2 separate regions of the Mus musculus genome follow, and region 1 is linked to region 2. Evidence: chromatin contacts called from public HiChIP or PLAC-seq data. All regions are on one chromosome and are shown on one strand. The core of a region is the stretch at or near the end of the contact, and the rest is flanking DNA. Distances in the headings are between cores, read along the strand shown. Region 1 has its middle 8.7 kb from the start of Gm30941. Region 2 holds the start of Grhl3 (grainyhead like transcription factor 3).

Evidence for each region. HiChIP or PLAC-seq counts read pairs in DNA pulled down with a chosen protein or histone mark.
Region 1: a contact with region 2 is called in a FOXA1 HiChIP or PLAC-seq map of pancreatic cancer cells. The contact joins the enhancer-like site here to the promoter of Grhl3 in region 2. A contact is called at or near these places in 14 of 39 promoter capture datasets (the 3T3-L1 cell line, 3T3-L1-derived adipocytes, the SN4741 cell line and 10 more), 15 of 484 Hi-C or Micro-C datasets (Sertoli cells, bone marrow-derived dendritic cells, cardiomyocytes and 9 more), 17 of 115 datasets of contacts at active chromatin or transcription factors (SST interneurons, T-cell acute lymphoblastic leukemia, cardiomyocytes and 10 more) and 5 of 9 other capture datasets (adipose tissue, embryonic stem cells, liver and 2 more).

What each region holds. Positions count from the first base shown.
Region 1 is chr4:135,643,424-135,647,178 of GRCm38.p6, forward strand. No RefSeq gene overlaps it. Among named protein-coding and RNA genes, the nearest start is that of Gm30941, 8.7 kb to the right of the region's middle. Within about 2 kb of position 1,723, at least 24 of the 459 cell types and tissues checked have an H3K27ac peak or open chromatin away from gene starts, as enhancers often do. A contact at or near this core is called in epidermal suprabasal cells, fetal liver, palatal mesenchyme and 2 more, where this site is marked.
Region 2 is chr4:135,571,339-135,575,333 of GRCm38.p6, forward strand. Grhl3 (grainyhead like transcription factor 3) reads right to left here and starts at 2,294. Exons shown (of 16, transcript NM_001013756.2): 1 at 2,070-2,294. The coding sequence starts at 2,086. Gm30888 (a long non-coding RNA gene) reads left to right here and starts at 2,242. Exons shown (of 3, transcript XR_390832.2): 1 at 2,242-2,310.

The DNA of each region.
Region 1 (3,755 bases), core at 473-2,972, 72 kb after region 2:
GTCTCTCTCTGTGTGTCTCTGTCTCTGTCTCTCTCTCTCTGTGTCTCTGTCTCTCTCTGTCTCTTTCTCTCTCTGCCCCCTCTCTGTCTCCCTGTCTACAAGGTGATCTCCCTGGCCCCATTCCTTAGGATTAGTGAACTAGCCCAATCAATGAACCAGCTGCCCCCAGTAAACCTGCCTTTACACTGCTAATTCAGCTTGCATTGGCTTATCTCATCGGTAGAGCAAACCTATTACTGACAACCAGAATTTGCTCTCCTGAACCCACATGGTGGAAAGAAAGGACCCTTCCTGCAAGCTGTCCTTTGACCACACAAGTAACATGTTGTGCCATATTTACACATGTATGGGCATGGCACCTGTAAACACACACACACACAGACACACACACACAAACAGACACACACACACACATACACACACACACCGCTGAATTAGAAAACAGTAATAAAACAAGGATCATTCTTTTCCAAGCTAAAGGCTGAATGACAGCTCAGTGGTCGAGCTCTGCCTAACTTGTGTGAGGCCCTGAGATCATACTCCCATGAAGTCTAGTCTCCTGTGACAGCCCCTGGGCTGTTCCCCTAGCTGTAGCTCCTCTGACAGTCATCTCAGTGACCAGCTAGTGATAGTATCAACAGAAGGCAGTTGTGTGGGCATGAGAAGGACTCAGGGTAGAAACCCCAAATTGCCTCTGGCAGGACATAAACACACACACACACACACACACACACACACACTAGTAACTCCTGTAAAAGTGGCTACAGGTCCTAAAGTGTTGCCCCTCCAGCCACTAAAGGTGTTCCTCCTTCTCTCCCTCCTCCCCTTGCTCCTCTTCCTCTCCCTCCTCCCCTTGCTCCTCTTCCTCTCCCTCCTCCCCTTGCTCCTCTTCCTCTCCCTCCTCCCCTTGCTCCTCTTCCTCTCCCTCCTCCCTTTTCTCTCCTCCTCCTACATTCTTCCTCACTTCTCCTCCTCTTCCCAACCCACTCCTCCATTAGAGCCCACTTCATGTCTCATGTGGGTGTATCGCCTTCTCTAGGAAGTCTTTCTCTCCTTCAGAGCCCTGGGGCCTCTGGCTCCCTGGTACCCCACTTCCCCCAGCACAGCACTTAACACCACACATTGTGATTGCCCGTGTGCTTGCTCAACAGCCACACAGAAGCATCTCCCTGCCAAGCCCACTACAGAGCCCGAAGGAAGGCAGGATGCCTGCTTATCTTCTTACATCTCAAGTATCTGCAGGGAGATGGGGTTCACCCCTCCTCCCCTGTCCCTGTGAGATGCCTGGGTGCCTGGGAACGGAAGTCACCTGCCTGAGTATTTGCAGGGCAGAGGTAAGGAATCCGGGCTTTGGTTCCTGACTAGCCTCGCTGGCATCTCACCTCTGAAGGTCCCCTGCTTATAATAAAGTGTCCTATGCACTTAACCCTCCACCCCAGCAGCTAAAACGGAGAAAGAATACGCAATTCCCAAAGCAAAGTCATTGTGATGTTTAAACGCAGCAGGTGCGGAAATGAATCAGCCCAGAGCTGTATACAGTCGGTGCTGTGTCAATGCTCTCCAGGCTTGTTTTCTCAGCCTCCAAAAGCATGACAGTTAGGACCCACTGTCTTCCTCCCACCCCTCAAGCTGAGAACCTGGAGACAAGAGAGGTGGGAGGAGGGGAGAGGCAGCTAGGCCTCCTGAACATGAAGACACCCTGCCCTATCTATTCCCAGCCTCCTTGTGGGGCCTCAAAAGCCGGGCCTCCAGCTTTCCGTGTCAGAGATTAGGCTATCGTATCCTGCGAAACTCCAGTGGGTGACTCAGGCAGGCGGGCCACTTTGATCACCGTTCCTAGGGCTGGGCTCAGGGGCAAGGCTGAGGCGTGGGCCCTCCCCACACACCCTCACCCACGGGACCCCAAGGCAGTGGAAAGCAAGCACCCCTTCCTCCCTCTCCCCTACCCCTACACTCTTTTATTTCCATCATCCTGGCTACTTGTCTGCCTTTAGTGAAACATGAGATCATTCCCAGAAAAGATCAGCACGGCCAAGCTTACAGAAGAATGTGGGGAGGAGGGCGAGGAAAGATTCCGGAGGCTGGGCCAGGCTGCCTACTGCAGCTGGCATTCACCCATCTATCCTGCACCCCAGGGACCACAGAAAAGACAGATAGGTATTCCTGGTCATTTCATGTTGCCTGCTGCTTGGACGTATCTTTCTGGCAGCATCCCTGAAATTCTCAGAAAGTAGGCTCCGAACCCTCAGGCCTCTCAAAGACCCTTGGAGAGATTCAGGAAGCCATAGTCACACCCCAGTGTTGTTTGTCCTTGCCACTATCCTTTGCGCCTCACCACACGGTGGAGTTTTCCAGACTGTTGCAATAGAGGAAACGCAGAGGCTCCAGCTGTGCTCGGGGAATCCAGCCACCTTGAGTTGCTCTCACTTATTTGGAAAGCATGGTGTCTATTCTAGTTTGCTTTTTGTCGCTGTGATAAAACACGTCACCGGAAAAGGAGGAAAGGGTTGATTTGTCTCCTGCTGCCAGACTATAACCCATCACAGAGGGGAATGGCAGGTTCCTGAAGCAGACAGCATGGAGGAATGCTGCTTGCTGCCTCACTCACGCTTGACTGACTTTTCAGAGGTCAAGGTACACCTGCCTAGGGATAGTGCCGCCCACGGTGGGCTTGGCCCTCCTGCATCAATTCCTAATTAGACAGTCCCCCCACAGACATGCCCACAGGCCAGTCTGACTGAGGCAATTCCTCACTTGAGGCTTCTCCTCTCAGATGACTCTGGGCTGTGTCAAGTACATACTGAAGGCTAACCAGGACACTGCTGTATAAAATGTGTTTGTATGTTAATGTGGGATGAGTTTGTTATCCTTACAAAGCTTCTCAGCCTTGATACTGGTGACACATTCATTGGCCTGGAAAAATCCATTGATGGGATTGTCCGAGGCACTGAAAGATGTTTCATGGTACCTCTGACTTCCATCAACTAGAGCTTTAGCCCCACACCCAGATATGAGGAACAACTGTGTCAACTAGGGATGGGTGTGAGCCGAGGAACCTGTGGGTTTCAGGCATAAGAAGTAACTGGAAACAGAGCAGCCTGGAAGCCAACACTTCAGTCACACACAGGCACATAGGCATCCTGCCTGGGCTTCAGACATAGACAGAGACTATTAGACCACCCCATAGATAGAGACCACCCCAGAGGTTTCCATGGCAGCTAAAGGAAGTCCCTTGCCACATTGTTTCTGGGGTAGATAGTTGGAGAAGACTCTTTTATTCCTCTCAAATAACATTTATTATTCTTTAAAAAAAATCAGCATACACTCAAAACACATTGTCAAAAACGCAGGGTGAGAAAGAACCCTTTTACTGCTGTACTTATTGAAAGCAGGCTGAATCCATTTACTGGGACCCAGGGTCATCTCTGTGCGCCCTTGTTCCCTGTTGAGCTCTGCTCGGCCCTTTCACCTCTTCTCCCATGAATATCAAAGGCGCATAGCAGTGCAGACACCGATCTACTCCGATCTACTCCAGGCTTCGTCTGAGAAAAACTGTGTGGCAGAGATGGGGGGAAAGCTGGTCCCCTCTCTGAGCCACCACTGTTCATCTGTAAAGTGGGGTGTCCCAGGGGTGTCTTGAGGACCTAAGATGGCAGGAAGCCTGACTTAGTAATTATTCGATGAAAGGAAAAATGAGGGCCTGGGGAGATGACTCTGTGGTTAAGAGTTCATATTGCTCTTGCAAAGGACCCCAG
Region 2 (3,995 bases), core at 1,044-3,543:
CACACATCCACACACACACACTCACAGGCACTTGTTGGCATCAGGACCTCTCAAACCTATGACTCCACAGGCACTTACAACACACTCGAACACACACAGACACACCCATACACATATACGTGTGTGTGCACACACACTCAAGCATGCCCACAACATGTTCTCTCTCTCTCTCTCTCTCTCTCTCTCTCTCTCTCTCACACACACACACACACACACACACACACACACACACACACTCACAGGCAACCTCAGACTCCCCAGTTCTCAGAGTGGCTGAGCCCCCAGGTCAATCACTGTAATCTCCAATGGTAGCTTCAAAGTTGACCTGCATTACTCAGCAGGCACAGGCTTTCCTGAACGGAGAAGCCTCTTCTGTCAGCCCATCCGACTTCCAACCCAAACCATTCAGGACACTAGCAGAAAACCTGTTCCGTAAGCCAGCTTCTCCATAGCCCCTGAGGAGAAACCTGAAAAGATTCTCTCTGCAGCCTCCGCAGGCAGCTGTAATTGGCATGCGTGAGTGTGCTGGAGACGTGTGTCTCAAGTGTGTGTGTGTGTGTGTGTGTGTGTGTGTGTGTGTGTGTGTAAAGCATAGAAAAATAAAAAGCAAGAAAGCTTCAGAAATGCCCAATTATTAATGTCTCCACAAAGGGAGAAAGGCATTATTAGCATGTTCCCTAACAGGCTTTAAATCAATCACTGTCATAAAACTGAACCCTGTAAGGACTGCCACTTGGTCACAGCACGCACAGTCCAGGAGATGCAGGCTTGGGTCACTCAGATAATAAGTTCAGGGGTTGGGGCTTGAATCTGGGCCCTAACACTGTGTTTCTATTTTTACTTTAATTGGGGTTCAACTGTCAAAACAGTGTCCTGAGAATCTATTAAAAAAGAAACCTGATGCTTGTAACCATAGTGGTTGGACAGTAGATGTGGCTGTTCAAGCCGGACACACCCCAGAGCTAGCCGGTACATGGGTTCCTGTCTGCAGTTAGGACCCATCAATTCTGCCTGCAAGCGTTTGAGTTCTTAACCTGCTGAGGAAAAGCTCCAAAGAGAGAGACAGAGAAGGGGAGGAAACAACAAGAGGGTCACTGCTAAAGAGGGGAGAAAGGGGAAGTCTGTTTCTTTCCTGCTAGCTCCTTGCCCACAACTTAAAGCGACTCACACCCTCGACTTCTGTCTTCTCCAACATCTGTACCTGATACTGAGGCTGAGAGTGAGGTCAGCGTCAGCCAGTCAAGGGATTCTAGATCCCAGATGTGGGCAGGAATGCACCTGCCTCTCGCCAGACAACACAGATGACCTCACCAAAATCTAGTCCTCGGCTTCCCCAGCGTTAGCACTGCCTCTGGATAAAACTGACCACAATTTATTGAACGCAACTTCAGACCCCTTTCTCTTTGGTAAGCATTTTTACAGCTTTCAGCACACCTAAGAACTCTACAAAGTTCTCTTGTTCCAAATTTCCAAATCAGGAAAATGAAGCTCAGATAAGTCCAACGACTTTTTAAGAATGAACAGCGGAGGAGAGACGGAGCCTGGGTTTGAACCTAAGGAAAGCCACTACAGAGCCCATGTATACAGCCATTACACTATAGTAGCCAGATCGCTTGGGACTGTTCCAACTCAACATAAAGGACCTTTAGAGAAACTCAACTCTTTGCATAAGACAGCTCTGAGAACCACCTCCAAGACGTTCCCTTTGGCAAGAGGAGAGAAAGCTTCCCTGGGGCGGGAGTGTCTCTGATTTCCAAGGCACCTCCAGAGTATCAAAAAGCGATGCCAAGATTCACGGTTTCAGGCAGCCCGGGTGTTTGCCTTCCTCGAAACTGCTCAGCACAGAGAGAAAGAAAAACTATTTTCCCAGGGAAACAGTCAGCTCTAGATAGAGAGCTGAACGTGCCTCAACACGCTAAGGCAGGATCGTCAGCCCATTCATTCACCCTTACAAATTGCCGTGTGAATCCGGGCGCCCGGCCTCCCTTGCTCTTCCCTCTGCAGGGAATCCCAGCCAGCCTCGGTGTGCTGGGGAGGCCGGGAGGCCAGACATCCGTGGCTTTACTCACTCAAGTTCATTCGACATCTTCCTTCTCCGAGGTTCCAGCGATCCGTCTCTGGTTGGCTCGCAGGCGCTGCTGACCACTCGTCTCTTAATTCTCCTCTGACACAGACATTCCCTTCCTGCCCGGGGAAGCGTTTGCTCTACGTTGCGCTTTGGATGTTGAGATTTTGCTGACAGCGGTCCCCGGCTGCGGTGGCGCTGATTGGCTGGAAGCACAGGTGCCGACTGCAGCTAGACCACAGCAGGTGCAGATGTTAACTTTTGGCCCACCAGCAGGGGCGGAGCTCCGGGGGGCTGACTGGGTGGAGCCGGCCAATTCCTTCTTAGCTGAGGGGGTGAGGGGGTGGAGACGAGGGAAAAGGGAGGAGACAAACGTTGGGAAGGAACGGGAGAACTAGAGGAAAAATACAGACAGGTACTTGGCTCAAAGGGAAATCTCTGTCCATCTCATCGCTCGGATCCTGGATCCCACAAACATCTCCCCACAGACACCATATCTCTTTATAGTCACCTTCTCTACCCGGAAAATTTCACGGAAGAGAGCAGGTAGCTCTCTGTGAGTCCCCTCTCTTTTCTCCAGAACTTTCCCCTTCGGGTAACAAACACCACAGGTTCTAGTCTTGTTAGCTAAGTGATTTCTTCCTATTCTCCCAGTAACCAGCTAGGAAGGACTTTCTGTCAACTCTCCCTTCCACCCCAACCAACCCCATGCCCTCTACAGGTGATCGAGGAAATGTAGGTTGGAGAGGCAGGGTGCCTTGCCTAAGGGTGAGAGCCAGTGTCAGAGACCCGTTCAGTCATCTGGGAGACTAGCTACTCCTTGAGTTGAAGTTGGTGGCCTCAGTTGACAGGGGACATTTACTAAGTACCGAGTGTGCAAGGTCTCCTCGCTCTGGGTTCTGGGGCAATAGCGGGGAAAGAAAATGCTGGTTTCTATTCAGGAGGAGCCCCCCCTCCCCCAATGTGCATGAGTGTGTGTGTGTGTGTGTGTGTGTGTGTGAGAGAGAGAGAGAGAGAGAGAGAGAGAGAGAGAGAGAGATGGGGTGGGGAATCAGGGAATTAGGGCAGGGCAGCCTTTCATCTTGTGCGATGCCAATCTGAACGGGATGTGGGCAGACCACATGCCTCTGGCCAGCCCAGAAAGGATGGAAAAGTTGAAGGTGGTTGCCTCAGGAGTCTTAGCTGGCCAGTACACTGTAAGTGCTCTGTGCTAGGCACTCAGGAGATGCCTCTTAGGCGAGGGGATGGTGGGGGATGGGCTATGAACAACCTAGGGTGGTCATCCCCAAATGCCCACAAGTACCAGCAGAAACAGAGAGCTTCCATGGGGTTCATAGGAAAAGAGATCTAAGCTGCGAATCTTGGAATCTCATGCTTACTCTTTTACCAATACCCTCAGCCCCGCCCCCATGCCCACTCTCCCCATCCCCCACTCTCCCAACCATCCCCCCCCACTCCACCCCCAGTTCATTGCTCATTCTTCCTGGGTACCTCACCTTGAGCGTTCCTCTGGAGGAAAGGTGACTTTACCCTGAGAAGCCCTATCTGATAACTCAGGAGGGCCTGCTTAGGATGGGCTACCGGGCTTGAAGACTGATCGGAGTCCTTTCCCATTGGAATCTGTTTGAGGGCTACCCCTAAGGAGCCCTGAGGTTAGCTAAGGACCATGGTGATTGCTAACACGGCTAGCTCTCTCTCCAGTAATGCTTGTGAGAACAGACATCCAGCCCTCAGGTTTCACATGGCTTTATTCTGTTCCCTGCAAAGCCCTTCCGGATTTTCTCACATCATCAGGTGTCTATCTCCCTTCCCTCTGGAACGTGAGTTCCGTAGGAGCAAGAGGCCTTGTCTGCCTTGGTTACTCTCCAGCACTGGCTTAGGTGTCTGGCTCCCAGTAGGTGCTGTGAATGTTGCGTAGATCAGGTATCGT